2 separate regions of the Mus musculus genome follow, and region 1 is linked to region 2. The links are chromatin contacts, called in public promoter capture Hi-C maps. All regions are on one chromosome and are shown on one strand. Each heading gives the region's core, a stretch centred on a gene start, on an enhancer-like site or on the middle of the called end of the contact. The rest is flanking DNA. Distances are from core to core; before and after follow the strand shown. Region 1 overlaps Fry (FRY microtubule binding protein). Region 2 has its middle 30 kb from the start of Gm52797.

Region 1 (3,894 bases), core at 1,236-3,735, 350 kb before region 2:
CGAAGTCGGGACAGGAACTAAAACCGGGCAGGAACCTGGAGGCAGGAACTGATGCAGAAGCCATGGAGGGTGCTGCTTACTGGCTCCCCATGGTTTGCTTGGTCACCCTGCTTCCTTATAGAACCCAGGACCACCATCTCCTGATGGCTCCGCCCACAATGGGCTGGGTCCTTCCCCTCTGACCACTAATGAAGAAAATGGCCTCCAGGCTTGTTTGTAGCCTGATCTTCCTGATGCATTCTCTTGATTAGGTTCCTTCCTCTCTGATGATGTAAAACTATACAGTATAGTTACGTAAACCCCTATTTGGGCTGACTAGATGGCTCAGCTGGTAAAGATAATCCCTCAAGTAAATAAAGTTTTAAAAAATGAAAAAAAATTTTTTGTGGTACTGAGGAGTAAAATCTAGGGTGCAATGCATGCCAGGCAAATGCTCTTAGCACAGAGGCAGGCCCTCCAGGCAAAAGCTCTTAGCACAGAGGAGGACCCTCTTTTTATTTATTTATTAAACAATTTTTATTTTGTGGGTAAAAGGGTTTTGTCTGCATGTATGTATGTGCACCACATGTGTGCGATGGTTGAAGAGGCCAGCAGAGGGCGCCAGATGGTTCTGAGCTGACACGTGGGTGCATGGGAATCCAGGGCCCCTGTAGCAACCGGTGCTCTTAACTGCTGAGCCATCTCTTCAGCTCACAATAATAAAATGAATATTATTTGTTTATTTTAAAGTGACTGTGAACCATATAGGGCAGACCTGTTATTTAGGGAGTATGTGTGCTCTATGAAAATCAAGTTCTAGACCTTTCCATACCCATCCAAGAGTTCCCTTGAGATCTCTTCCTGTGTGGAAGAGCTTTTGGTTTCAGGAAGGCTTGGCTTTCCGTCCATCAGAAATAAATCTATTTTGTTACAGAACAAGCATTTCCTGGCTCTAGTGAGATAACTGTCTGTGCACTGAAAGCTCTCAGTTACTCATAAAGCATGGTAGAGTTAAAACTGAGTAGATTTAAATCCCTTTGGTTTTCTTCAAAAAGTTTCTTTTCCTCTTATGTATGGAGTCTCTCCTAGAATCAAGAGATAACGTGAACCTAGAGTTGTTAATGTACTTAAGAACCGGTCACAAAGCAATCATGTGGATCCCTTTTATCTGATTTTGCTTTGTTAGATGGAAAGTTCTGGAGGGTGCTCTTTACCCTAAGATCTTCTTCCTCCTCCTTCCCTCCTCTTTGAGGCAGGGCTGTCCTGGAACTCACAGATCTGCCTGCTTCTGCCTCTAGGATTAAAGGCATGCACCACTACTCCTGGCTTAAGATTTTCTTTATGGAACTTGGCTCAGTGCATCTTTCATCCCAACTTAGAGAATTAGTCACTATGGGGTCATTTCAAAGCTAGGCAGGCAGACATTCCTGCTGAAGGATGGCAGATTTCCCAGATATTTCCCTAGCTCTTAGTCTCATTCTCTAATTCTGAAATCAGTGCAACAAGGCACAGGGCAGAACTTTCCTCTTCTCCTTCCTCACCATGACTGTGGCCATCAGCCACTGTGCTGTGTCACTAGGTTCTGTGGCAGGCTGGAGATGACAGTGAGCTGTGTGGTGTGCAGACACAGTATTGGACTTGCCCAGTACCCACATGGCCTACTTCCGATAACTTAGGCTTGCTTTCTATTCTGGGAAGGTCTCTTTGCTGCCACTTTCAAACACTGTGCAAGTTTCTTCTTCTGGGCTGGAGAGATAGCTTAGCAGTTAAGAGTACTTGTTACTCTTGCAGAGGACCTGGGTTCAATTCCCAGCACCCACATGGCAGCTCACAACTATCTGTAAGTTCAATTCCAGGGGGATCTGATGCCCTCTCCTGGCTTCTGTAGGTAATGCATGCATATGGTGCACAGATACACACATGCAGGCACAGCAACTCATACATACAGAGTTAAAAAACAAATCAATCTAACCAAAAGCTCCTCTCCTGGGGCTACTGTGGATGTCAGAAGAGGTTGGGTCTCCAGCATGAAATCATCAGAACCCCAAACCATAAAAATCTGGAATCATTAGAATTTGCTGCAGCTCCCTAGAAAAAGGGTCTCTCTGAGAATAGAGCTATCAAAGGTCTCAGCAGGGGTCATGACCTTGGGAAGGGAAGGAGGTGGGGCAGTAAGGAGAGGGAATTCAAGGCTCTGGATCCTAACATCTGGGCACTAGGGCACAGCTGTGCTTACAGCCAAGACAAATGCTTTTGCCATCCTGGTCTTTAGTTTTTATAAAAAGCCCGTGTGCTGAGGCTTAGTCAGCAGCCTGCAGTGCTATTGGGAGAGGGCAGCTCCGCAGGAGGTGGAGCCTAGCGGGAGGAAGCTAGGTTATTGGGAGTGGGCTCTTGGAGGGGGCAGCACGACTCATGAGCCAATTCAACCTTTATTAACCCAACTCCTCAGGTATTTTGAATCTTTTGCACAATACTAACACGGATGGCGTAATAAATTCCTTTTCCACTTAAAATAACTTTCCAGTGAGTGTCTGGCACATGCCACTAAAATACTTCAGAACAATGCAGGCAAGGCATTTTACCTGACAGCCACGGGGCATCAATACTACGGCAGTTACCCTCAGGATGTACCCAGTCCCAGGCTGTGATAACTAGACACAGAGAATTCTGGTAGTTCCTTCTGCTGTCTTTGCAAAGTTTGGCACATTCATGTCAACTATGCTTAAAGTTTATGCTCTGAGGAGAATTTCTGGAAGGCTCTTTGAGTGTGTGGCCCTGGCTTCTCTTTATCGGACATGGTGTTTGGAGGATAAATTTGGACATGGGTTTGGGGGCAAGGGTCAGAAGTGCTTTCCACATCTGAAGGCTGCCATGTGAAAGGGAAGCCAGACCAGATTTTGTTCCCAAGCCATAACAGAGGTAGAGCCAATGAGAGAAGAGGCAAGAGTCAGAACAGCCCATGGCCTGTCCACAGATAAAAGGATTGATTGTCAATGAGTGAGACCCATTGCTGGAAGGGCCGGGGTCTAGTTGGCAACGTTATTGGGGCAATGGTGAATGGCAGAGATTAGTTTCACACATGGAGTGGTACCTGAGAATACTGGGGTCTTTTCCAGCTCACAGGAACAAGGACATTGGAGTTGGAGCCGGAGGAGGTAGAGGATGCACTCCGGGTGACGGCCATGGCCCTAGGCTTCCCATCCCGTCCAGAGGAATTCTGGAGTTCATCGTACCGTCTCCCAATGATTGGAGTCTGGAGAAAGAATGATACAGAGACATTACGATCCCATCTCAACACTTCTACAGGACAAGGAACTTGCTCAGCCCAGAAATAATTAAAAACTGATCATGTGGAAGCTGGGTGAGGTGGCACACCTTTAATTCCAGCTCTTGGGAGGCAGAGACAGGTGCATCTCTGTGAGTTCAAGGGCAGCCTGGTCTATAGAGTGAGTTCCAGGACAGCCAGGGCTACACAGAGAAACCCTTTCTTGAAAACGAAAACAAAACAAAGATCTGATTAGAACCAGATCAGATACAAAAACTCAGTGTTAAATGCTGGCTCACTTTCCTGGTGTTCAGTACTTGTTCTGAGCCATTTGCTTAATGAATATCTCCTCACTCTCCTTGTCAGCAAGAAACCAATGCAATGACCTCATTATGCTTTAGACTCTAGCGATGAAGACAGAAGCAAAGTGAAGAAGGCGAAGCCAATTTTCAGATGTTTAAGCTTGAAAGAATCATTCTCTTTCCCCTTCCTCCTCTTTTCGCCACCACCCTGAGTCTGTCTGTCTGCATGCCTGTCTCTCTCCATCTCTTTCTCTGTCTGTCTCTGTCTCTCTGTGTCTCTGTCTCCCCCTCCATCCCTCCCTCTCCCTCTTTCTCTTTCTCTCCTTCTCTCTGTCTCTCTCTAAGCCC
Region 2 (3,584 bases), core at 69-2,568:
CAGCTCATTTCTAAAAGCTCCTGTTTTCTTCCCAATGACATCAAGTAAAGGAAATACCATTAACTTCTGTTTTACTTCCATATCAGGCAATATTCCCAGCAGCTACCTACGAAGACACTGACCTGTAGCTATGCAGAATCCACAAGCAAGCCACTCAATTTAATATTCTTTCTTAAAGGAATTGCTTTTTATTTTTATTTTCTGTGTATGAGCGTTCACCCTCAAGACTGTGACCCCCGAATCTATCACCTGTATCCCAGGGCTTTGGGGAGGGGCCCAGGATCTTGATTTTCATGAGGTTTGCTTAGTCAGTACTGACATTGCTGACTCTTCTGATCTGAGTTTGAAGAGTAATTAATACATCCCAGGTTCAGCACCCCAACTTGGTCTCCTTTGACTTAGTGCCTTGATTGTGTCTCCTTTTTCCAACCCAGGGTGAAAAATTCATCCTCCCAAAGTGATGGGAGCTGCAAGTCTGAAGTCTTGGTGTTGGCAGTCTGTGCCCCTTCTCAAGAACTTGGAAAGAAGGCTCATTTGGTATTGTAGTAGCTGCATGCATTCACTGACTTGTAGCAGCACCACTATAGTCACTGCCGTCGTCTTTGCAGGCCAAATTCCGCCTGTAGCCATGTCTGTCCATGTTCCCTCTCCATGTGTTCATCTGCCATAGTGGCCAACCTAATGTTCTTATATCACTTTGATTACTTGTGCAAGGACATTATTTCCAATAAGCTTACAATTGCAGGTGCCAGGGGTTGAGGCTGAAGCAGGTATCTTTGTGGGAAACACCATCAAGGCATATATGTTCGTGGTTTGGAAAGATGAAAGGTACCATTAAAATGGGTGGAAGTCGGAGGCTGCAGAGAAGGCTCAGCAGTGAAGAGCACTGGCTGCTTTTGTAGAGAAGCAGGGTTTGGTTCCCAGCACCCATATGACTGCTCCCAAATGTGTGTAACCCCAGCTTCAGGGATTCCCCACACTCTTGTGGCCTCCACAAAACCAGGCATGCATGTGACACACATGTGATCAAGCCACTCACACACATAAAATAAAATAAAATTTAAAAATATTTTTTGGAGTAATAGCAGTAGGTCAAATCTACAATTATCTAGTTTCGCTCTTCTACACAAGGATTCTGGTTTCCCCAGCGCCATTTGTTGAAGAGGTTGTTTTTTAATTTTCCTCTGGTATATTTTTTGAAGGTATCCTGGTCCAAAAACAAAAATAGGAAACTGTCATGCTGTCTATTTCAGTGATAGACTGCCCGTTGGCAATCCTGGCTTGCGAAAAGGACAGATGTCAATGAGTCACCCACAAGGCACGTGTACAAGGGTTCTGCGTGTCCCATGGGTTGCAGCAACCCTTCCACAGGCTCCGGGTGCGCTTCCACAAGACGCTCCTTAACTGCTGGCAAGCTTAGACCGTATCCTAACTTAATGTTAAATGCTGTATTCACAGACACTTGCAGATGTAACTGGACAGTTGCGTTTTGGCGAATGAAGCCCAGCTTTCTGGGAAATCTTTGCTCTCTGGATGGATGTGTTTAGCAGTTCTATCCCAACTAATCCTATCCTAGATCACTGCAGGGTCTCACCAGGATGACTCTGGAGCCAACTGGGTGCTTGGAAAGCCACAGATGTAGGCTTGCTTTCTTTTTGTTTTCTGACATGATTATCATTGCACAAACTAAATTACAGCACTTTTGAAAGGAATTTAAACAAGGAAATTAAAACATCCATAAGCCCACTACTTTAATACAATACTGATGTGCTTTTTTTGGACCTTAATATGTACACACACACACACACTCACACACACATATTCATGCACACACACATATACACTCTCACATACACATACGCACACATGCACACGTGTGCATACACTCTCTCACACATACATGCATGCACACACACTCACATACACATACTTGCTCACACACACATGCATATACACACACACACATGCACACGTGTGCATACACTCTCTGTCTCACACACACACACACACACACACACACACATCATATCCTCCATTATGATCTCCATACATAGCAATCATATTATGCTACTATTTCTTCCTGCATGGATGTCTGTTTTTACAGTGTTACACAATTTCCTCATATTTCTAGACACAGAAATATACTTTTCTTCTGGAATATTGGTTTTATTTGATTTAGCCGCCACTATGAGCCATTCCATTCTTCCCCTTCAGAGAGCATGGATGGAAGTGTTCTTTCTGGCCTAAGTGTGATGGATCTAACACAAGGAAGAAATGGTCCTAGTATTCAGAAAGTTCAGGGGAAGGAAACCTTTACTCCAAGGAACCAAAGCACGGCTGTGGGAGTGCAGAGAGAGGCTCAGAGGTCAGATGGTGAGGATGAGGAGAGAAGGCAGAAGTTAGTTAGACTTATGGAGACATTTGGTTAAGCACGGACACCTTGCACCTTTTAAATTCATAAAACCCCTCTCACTCATGCTGGGTGTGGGGTGCCATGCTCCTATTCTGGACTGATCTGGGTGGTCTCATTCTGGATGTTTCAGTGTGAACGAGAGCATCTTCTCCAGTGCCTCCCTGGTAGCCCCTCTGTTAGTCATTATCTTGTCGGGGATTTGATCCAACACATGTGAGTGATCCACAGCCCACATGCCCTGCTGTGGGGAGTGTGCAGCTCTGTATGTAAACAGTTGTTTCTTTGAGTCAGGGTTTTGCTAGCAGCCCATGTTAGTTGTGAGCTTGTAATTCTCCTGCCTCAGATGCCCCAAGTCTAGAATTATAACTATGAACCACCATACCCAGCTATAAGAATGGACGGCTTTTTTGGGGGGGGGGGGAGGAAAGGGTTTACTCAGCTTACACTTTCCACCTTGCTGTTCATCACCACAGGAAGTCAGGACTGGAACTCAGGCAGGTCAGGAAGCAGGACCTGATGCAGAGGCCATGGAGGGATGTTTCCATGTTTACTGGCTTGCTTTCCCCGGCTTGCTCAGCTTGCTCTCTGATAGAATCCAAGACTACCAGGCCAGGGATGGCACCGCCCACAATGGGCCCTCCCACCTTGATCACTAATTGAGAAACTGCCTTGCACCTGGATCTCATGGAGGCATTTCCTCAAGGGAGGAAGAATGGAGCTCTAAGGTTCCAATTCTTAAGCTTTTAGAATTACACTCTCCAAACATGGAGCCCTGGAGCTGAGTATCAACTTTATGATCTGCCCTCTGTGGGTTCTGGGAACAAAACCCAGGTCCTCTGGAAGAGCAGCCGGTGCTCTTACCTGCTGATGAGCCATCTCAGACCCGATAGAGGAATTCACTTTCTTAAAAACATTATTATGCTACAATCAAACCTTTTGTCCAACTTTTTTAACTTATTGGCTGACAAAGAGCACATTTGTAGGAGTTATAGAAACAGCTCACTGTTTGAGAGAGCTTCCTGCTCTACCCGAGGGATCACGTTCAGTTCCCAGCACCCACACTGGGCCCACAGCTGGATGTCGGGATCCAACGCCTTCTTCTGGCTGCATGGGCACCTGCACCCATGTGCAATACACTCATGTAGAAACTCATACATAAGCATTAAAAAAA

Evidence for each region. Capture Hi-C pulls out chosen DNA fragments and counts their contacts.
Region 1: a contact with region 2 is called in a promoter capture Hi-C map of adipose tissue. The contact joins two enhancer-like sites. A contact is called at or near these places in 8 of 39 promoter capture datasets (the C10 cell line, the HPC-7 cell line, HPC-7-derived erythroid cells and 4 more), 1 of 484 Hi-C or Micro-C datasets (pro-B cells), 2 of 115 datasets of contacts at active chromatin or transcription factors (T-cell acute lymphoblastic leukemia and embryonic stem cells) and 1 of 9 other capture datasets (adipose tissue).

What each region holds. Positions count from the first base shown.
Region 1 is chr5:150,450,397-150,454,290 of GRCm38.p6, reverse strand. It overlaps Fry (FRY microtubule binding protein), which reads right to left. Exons shown (of 61, transcript NM_172887.2): 49 at 3,071-3,232. Among named protein-coding and RNA genes, the nearest start is that of Gm36299, 45 kb to the right of the region's middle. Within about 2 kb of position 2,485, at least 13 of the 459 cell types and tissues checked have an H3K27ac peak or open chromatin away from gene starts, as enhancers often do. A contact at or near this core is called in adipose tissue, where this site is marked.
Region 2 is chr5:150,099,730-150,103,313 of GRCm38.p6, reverse strand. No RefSeq gene overlaps it. Among named protein-coding and RNA genes, the nearest start is that of Gm52797, 30 kb to the left of the region's middle. Within about 2 kb of position 1,318, at least 5 of the 459 cell types and tissues checked have an H3K27ac peak or open chromatin away from gene starts, as enhancers often do. A contact at or near this core is called in adipose tissue, where this site is marked.